Regions from separate parts of the Mus musculus genome. Here region 1 is linked to region 2. Evidence: chromatin contacts called from public HiChIP or PLAC-seq data. All regions are on one chromosome and are shown on one strand. Each heading gives the region's core, a stretch centred on a gene start, on an enhancer-like site or on the middle of the called end of the contact. The rest is flanking DNA. Distances are from core to core; before and after follow the strand shown. Region 1 overlaps Gphn (gephyrin). Region 2 holds the start of Gphn (gephyrin).

The links. HiChIP or PLAC-seq counts read pairs in DNA pulled down with a chosen protein or histone mark.
Region 1: a contact with region 2 is called in an H3K4me3 HiChIP or PLAC-seq map of stem cell-derived neural progenitor cells, with 2.5 times the contacts expected there. The contact joins the enhancer-like site here to the promoter of Gphn in region 2. A contact is called at or near these places in 2 of 39 promoter capture datasets (3T3-L1-derived adipocytes and the HPC-7 cell line) and 8 of 115 datasets of contacts at active chromatin or transcription factors (the 230-238 cell line, the NIH/3T3 cell line, embryonic forebrain and 5 more).

Annotation. Positions count from the first base shown.
Region 1 is chr12:78,638,136-78,641,846 of GRCm38.p6, forward strand. The region is part of intron 17 of Gphn (gephyrin); the gene reads left to right. Among named protein-coding and RNA genes, the nearest start is that of Fam71d, 52 kb to the right of the region's middle. Within about 2 kb of position 2,171, at least 48 of the 459 cell types and tissues checked have an H3K27ac peak or open chromatin away from gene starts, as enhancers often do. A contact at or near this core is called in the NIH/3T3 cell line and stem cell-derived neural progenitor cells, where this site is marked.
Region 2 is chr12:78,224,875-78,228,598 of GRCm38.p6, forward strand. Gphn (gephyrin) reads left to right here and starts at 1,781. Exons shown (of 23, transcript NM_145965.2): 1 at 1,781-1,967. The coding sequence starts at 1,904.

The DNA of each region.
Region 1 (3,711 bases), core at 921-3,420, 410 kb after region 2:
ATGTTTCTTTCAGTTGCCAATGGTATGTCTCATCATTTAAAAAAAAAAAAAAAGTCTCTGTTTTCTGAGCATCCCACTGCTAAGCAACACTGCTACTTAGCCCTTTTCATATGATACAAATTTCTGTTCTCTAGAAGTGTCACTACTTGTAATAATTAAACATCAACCTAGTAAAAATAAAACAAGATCCACTGGAGTGATAGATACCATATATCTGTCACCTGTATCTCCCTTATTTTCTTTACCACTGTAGAAAGCTCATTATGCATTGACCCTTCCTTAATGATGAGTGCTTTAGAAAGGCTCTGATCTCAGTTCACAAGGTATGTTCTACTAACATTATTAACCCATCCTAGATGGGAAATGGTCGCAGGCCAAATCTTGAACATTAATATTATATGGGTAGCTTCTTAAATTTCTTCTTTCCTGAGATTATTTGATGTGTCTTTAAACTTCATTCCTTTTAAAAATTCTTACTCATATGTTCACCTGGCTGTTTAAAGAAGCTGACGATCACTATGCATGTCACCTAGTCAGAGGCCACCTCCTAGAACGAAAGTGGGAAGAGCTTCACAGCAGGAGAAAGATATCTAGTTCTTTGAATTTGGACCTAATCAGTAATCTGTCTTTTAATATAAATTTTAAGCACCTAAAACCAGGACATAGCTACAACTTTAAAGAACACACACACACACACTTCCGAGAGGAGGTAGGATGGACTTAAGAGTTTAAAACCACAAGGATAAAATAAGCAAGAAACAAACTCAGCATAAAACGTCTTAGTTCCCACCAAACAGTGGTGCTGGCCCTGCCTTCAATTACATTTATGAACTCTTTATGACATGGAAGGGTAAGGGAGCTTTTTAGTTATTATTCATATTATTATATATCCTAGCCCTAAATTGCACTGTTCTGACCCATAATTCTATGTATTTTTACTTCTATTCTTCACTTTCCATGTTGGTTTGGTTTGATATTTTCCATGGGGTATGTAATGTGCATGCATGCATGTGTGTACATGCGTGTTATGTAGCACAGACAAACTTCTAATTACCAAGGGTCTTGGCCACTACAGCCAGGTTTGTTTTGGGTTTTTTTGTTGGTTTGTTTGGTTGGTTTGGTTTGGTTTGGGAAGAATCTTTATTTTTTTTTTCTTGTTTTTTTTTTCTTTTTTCTTTTTTAAGGTACATAGGTATTTGATAGACTGTATTACTGACATTATCTTACTACAAAAGCAAAACACCTTTAAAGTACTCTTGAGTTAGTGTACTAATAGATATAACTTTTTTAAAAAGCAGGTTTGTGGAAAAGGACTGAATTGTCCTTTGTTAAGAGACTTACAGACTCATGAGTGATGAGATCCTGAAGTGGGAGGGCAATTAGAAGAGATAACATCAAGGCCCTTGAGGGACACAGACCTTTCATGCCTTTCAAACTCAGGAAGGAAGGGAATTTCAGGGTGGGAGGATAAAGTTCCATACCATGGTAACCTAGCCTACGTGCCAGAAGTCACAAGGCACTGAAAGTAAAGCTATAATTCAAGGGTGTTTCCAGCTGCAAGAAGGGAGAGTGCAAGAGCACAGCAACTCTCTGCCCCAGAGAGAGCTGAGAGAGTGGGGGAGACTGAGATGGAAGAGGACCCTATGATCTAATACAGCTGTAAAGTTCTTAATTAATGTGTGATAGATGTTTCCTGATGATGTTGTAGTGTTGGTTTTAAATTTAACCTCAAAGCATACTGAACAACAAACTATAAAACCAGGATAGTGGGCAATTCAGAGAAATGTGCCACTTTCTAGTGTATACCCTTTTATTTGGTAGCAATACCTTATATAAAACTGAGAACAGGGTTGTTGTTTGAGTGTTGCTAATATAGGCTTTTTCAGTCTTAGAGTGCTGTATTAAAGGAGCTGAGATGAATGGTTTAGAACTCAGAGGTGGAGTGTGGGAGGAAAGAATGGACTGCTTTTCTAATGAAAATCTGTACTAGGAATTTAGCAAGGGAAACAAGGTACATCACTGTCCAGCAATTGATATTCTGTGTAGGTTGCCTCTTCATTCTTTTTGCTATGCATTCCCTTTTCTAGTGAAAGCAAATATTGTTATACAGAAGGCTCTGTGAGAACCTCTACAAGGAAACAAGTAGTCATGGGAGGAACTCTGGGTGAGAAACAGCTCAGGAATGTTTTCAAGCACCGAGCCAGGCTGAGCTCTGACAGATAAGGGTAGAAAGTGATCCGTAGATTCTTGTCCTCTGAAAAGTCCTGAGTGTGGCTTTTAGTTTCTGTATGATTATACTTTATAGCTCTTGTTCTTATCATTTACCATGGTTTTTTCAGTCAATATAAAACTAGAAGAGTAAGTGTTATAACTGTTTAAACTGATTTAAGCTAAAGTTTACCAGCCATTTGTTTGTTTGTTTGTTTAATGTCTGTGTGGGCATTTTGCCTGCATGTATATCTATCTATACAGCATGTGTGCCTAGTGCTGTGGAGGCCAAAGAGGACATTGGATCCCTAGGGCTGAAGTTATCGGCAGTTGTAAGCTGTCTTGTGGGTGCTAGGAACCAAACCTGGATCCTCTGAAAGAACAGCCAATGCTTTTAACTGTGGGTCCATTTCTGCAGCCTATAACATTTGCCTATGTCTTGTGTACTTTTTGTTTAAAAGAAGAAAGTGAGTTCATAAGTCAGTGAGAATTATAAGAGGAAGGCTTCAAATACCTGAAAGTTAACTGTATTGTTAAGTGTTCTAGAAATAATAAGTCTACATTGAAATATATTCTCTATATTTGCACACACTATAAGGAACACAATGTGTTGGAGTTTCTAGGGATTTGGTTTGTCTCCTTTCTTTCCTTAAAAAAAGGTCTAATTTTGAAACCCAGCAATGTTAATGAATTCCTCTAACATTATAAAGCTAGTTAGTGAAGAGGCAGAAATGGAATCTAAATATCTTTGCTATAATTTTGAAAATGTGATGAAAATATATCAGAAAAGCTTTAGCAACTCTAAGCTTAAATGGTTAGAACAAATTTATAAAGTCCAGAAATTTGAAGAATTAGTAGCATTTGGATAGAAAAAGATGATAGGTTAATCCAAATAGAAAGCATAAATTTTGCAATATTAGGCTAGACTAATTAGAACAAAAGATTGGGGCAGAAAGAATACACATAAATTTGGCACATATTTGGGGTTAGACTTGCCCATACCAGTTGAATTTGAAGCTTTTTTTAAAAAGCAGAAGTGGTATAGTAAGTCATTATTTAGAAAAATAATTTGACTGCAGTGTTTCAGATAGGCTAATGGCTGAAGGAGACTGGACTTAAGAGTGATACAGCTTACTCATTGTTTAGTCAGCAGGAAACATTCATTGTATCTGAACATAAGCTACCTGGTTTTAATGAAAACCCCACTTATGAATCAGCTGAAGTGGGCTAAGACTTCACCTTTCTAACTGTAAAAAGTGATGGTGTGACTGCCCCAAGGTATGGTTGAGGGGAAAGTTTTAATTAGAGAGAGAGAGAGAGAGAGAGAGAGAGAGAGAGAGAGAGAGAGAGAATAGCTAGGGGCATCTTGAAGAGCACAGAGCTGGGAGAGAAAGTAGACTGAACACAACTAACAGACCAGTCTTGGCCATGGCAGACAGGGAGTGAGCAAGAGAAGAGAAACAGCCAAGAAAGGGGGGAGAGGGAGGGAAGAGAAAGGAATAA
Region 2 (3,724 bases), core at 531-3,030:
ATTACTACTATTATAGATGCAGAAAGTCCTGTGTTCTGTTATTGATTTGTGAAAGTGCTAGTTATTTTCCCATAAAAAATTATAAACTATTCTAAGTTGGAGGGCATGCCCATTTAATCTATTAACCTTTAAAGTTTGAAGGAACCTGTTAGTGGGCAGGTTTAGAAGTTCTAAATACTAAGAAACTTTCCCAATCATATAGAATTTGCATGTACCACATAGACTATAATAGACTTGAAAGCTTATGATGTAATCAACAATTTTTATTTCATCTTTAGTTTGAGATAAGTGACACATTTGGGCATACTTTCTCAGCAATCTCCCTCTTTTTGAGACCAGTTAGAACTTGTTTTGCCACTAGGATCTTTGGTAGTAATTATGGGAGGTGAGTTCATGATCTGGCTTACAAATTTAATCCACTGCCAGAAATACTAGTATACATATCTTCAAAAACGAATTATTTTATCCTTTCTCAACTCCACCCATCATTTCCTTTGTCCTCTTATATAAAGGCACAATGTGAATCTTTAGTGAATAGAATGAGTAATGCTATGTTCTTACTGGAACAATACAAACCGCACATAACCATATAATTGAGATTTTAGACTAAGAGCAGATTATTAAACAGTTTTGATACTTTTTTTGTTGTTGTTTTGCTTTTAGGTTTTACTATGGTGAACAAATGAGAAAACATACACACACTTAAGCCAGAAAAGGATATTTAGCAAACCTACACAAAATAGAGGTGGCTAATAACACTTTATGAAAGACACAGAACTAAATGACCACATTTTCAGAGTAATTCCATATTCCAGAAACACTGAAACTTAAATGTCACAGCATCTAGGGGACGACAGAGAGAGAGAGAGAGAGAGAGAGAGAGAGAGAGAGAGAGAGAGAGAGAGGAATCTCCACTCCACGTGCCCTGCTGCAGACACATAAGCTCCGTCTACGACGTCTGTGGTAGGCTGTCACCGAGCGGGGCCAAAGCGAAGTCAGAGGGAGCATTGACTGCAGGTCACAGCTGGGGCGGCACAGGGTAACCTATCTCTGCCCGAGAGGGGACTCTCGTCACAGCGGCCACCGTTCTGCCACCCATGCCGCTTCCTTAAGCCACCTCTAGGTTCTCCGGTGCCTTCAGAGGAGGTGAGCCCACCTCGCTGCCGCACCTGGTCCGGAGTGGCTCCATCGCGGGCAGAGCCGGCCGGCCTGAGGCGGCGGAAAACTGACGAGGCTGCCGGCTCGGCGGGGGATTGCTTCTGTCTGGGGCCCGCCGAGGCTGCGTTCGTGCCTCGCGCGCACCCGCACCGCGTCCGCCCAGCCAATCCCGCGCTACTCGCGCGCCCAGGAACGTTCCTTGGGTCCCACTCTAGGCTGGGCCGGCTCCTTCCCGCTCCCGGCACTCCGCAGCCAAGCTCGCACTCCTCCCCTCACTCTCCACGAGTTGCACGCCTCGGGGTGTAGCTCCGCCCCTGTCCCCGAGTCCGCCCCCGCAACCTCCAGAGCGTGTGCTCCCTTTTCCCCCTCTCAGTCTCTTGCCATCCAGGCGTCTTGGGTCTCACTCCGCAGAGCCTCTGGGTCTCGCCGGCCTTGCCCCGCCGCCTCCGCGCTCTGTCTTCCGCGAGGCCGCCGCTACTCCCACCCCGGGATCGCTTCCTCCCGGCCGGACTCGGGGTCGCGCGGCCCGACTCCGCCCCCTCCGCGGACCCGCGCGCTCCTGGCGCGGCCTCTCCCCCCCACCCCACGCAGGCCACCGGGCGCTCGGCCCCCTCCTTCCCGCTCGCCTCGCGCTCCCCGGGCGCCCTCGCTCTCGCGCTCTCCAAGGCAAGCGCGCTCCCGGCCGGCGCGCTCCGGGCTCCGGCTTCTCCTGGCTCCTGTCAGTGCGGTGACTGCGCTGGGAAACATGGCGACCGAGGGAATGATCCTCACCAACCACGACCATCAAATCCGTGTCGGAGTCCTCACAGGTAACGGGGGGAGGAGGTCCGGGGGAGCCGCAACGGCTACTATCCGCGACTTGCTGGAGGTTTCTCGCCCGCGGTGGTGCTTCCCTGCGGCCTCGGGAAGAGGGCAGGCTGAGGAGGGGGACCGGGGGGTGTATTTTACAACCGCTGAGAGCTGCTGAGGATTCGGGTGTTCCCGTGTGCTCCCCGGGGGAGCTGGGGCAGGCACGGTGGGGTGTCAGGCCCCGGAGCCCTAGCAGCCAAAGTCTCTGGCCCCCGGGGACCGAGGGGCCGGTGCGGCGGGCGCTGCGGGGCTCCGCGCTGCCGGTGCGGGCGGCGGGATTCCTGCTCCGCAGTCTGAAGCACGCTGCTCGGGGTTGGCCGGGCGCCTCCTCCACTAAAGCTCTTCCGAGAGGGGGGAATCCCATCTCCACCCCCTTTTCTCCCCTCCCCCCCCACCCGGCGGCCCCATGGCACCTGCCTGACAGGACTCGGGGTTCGGCAGGCGAACTCTGCTCCGCCTCTGCTGCCCCTTCGCCGGCCGGCTGTCCCCTCTGCAGACGACGGGACACTCCTCACCTCCCCCGGGAGCCGGGTGCTAGGCTCTAGTCCGGACCCCGGAAAGTGCCTTCCTTCTGCCTTTCCTAGCACAGGGCCCTCCCTCTCTGTCTGCCTCTTCTCCTCCGCGAGGACCGGCTGCTTCCCGTGGCCGGGAGAGCCAGCCTTTTTTTTTTTTTTTTTTCCCTTGAGAAGGAAGGATTTCCCTCTGTCGGGTTCTTTTCTCCCCCTCCCTTTTGGGACACCCCCCCCCTCCCATTCTCACTCCCCGGTGGATGGTCCTGAGGCTGGTGAGGAGCGCACTTTTCCCGGGTCGCGTTTCCCTCCCTCGCGGAAGTCGTGTGTGCTCTGCATGTCTGATTCCGTTGCGTTGTATTTGGGTGATATCCCTGAGTTTGGAGATAGACAGTTGCTGCAGGGCACGACTTCCAAGATGAATTGCAAACCTATTTGTAGGGGTTTCGGCTGAGGTTCTGTAGTTGGCATGGTTCAAGTGTAATTGAACGGAGAAGCGGGGGTTAAAGAATTTATATTTGGAGTCTGAGGCTTACTGTGGAGTAAAGGAAATCCAAGACTTAGTGATGTGGTTTCAGAAAAAGAAGCTATGTAGAAGGGAATCCTAGTGTCTTCCCTATTTCATTTAAATTTTTTTTCTTGTAGAATTCTGACAGGTTGAGATGATGCCCGGGAAGGAACTAAATTGAATGAAACTTGCTTTCATTATAAAGTAGAAACAAATCTTTGATTCTGCCAGTAGATACCGACTACAGTGTTTAATTTAGCTGCTGACTTTTATGAAAAGAGGATACCCCTGCTTTTGTTTCCCATTTTTAGTAACTGGGCTTCCTTTCCATGATGCATATTTGCAGATGTTAGTAGCATTTTATTGAATTTTTCCGAATCAACGCCTCTGGAGTAAAGAAACTGATCTAAATCAGTTGCAGGGAAGGACACCCCCCCCCAATCAGAATATGCAGATGGAGTGCATCTTTCCCTGCAGCAACTGTTTCCTTGTATGAAAACTCAGTTGTAGCTTACAATTCCTAGATTTGATCGTGTTGATTTTTTAAAAGAATCTGACAGTGTGGTGTAAGTGTTCACACCCTTTACCACCGTTAACTTTTAATTTTGGCCATGTTTTTTGAAAATTAATAGATAAGTGAAAGTGAAATTTTATAGAAACAAAAATATGTCAGCTGTCTGTAGAAATCGAAAGGCCCTAG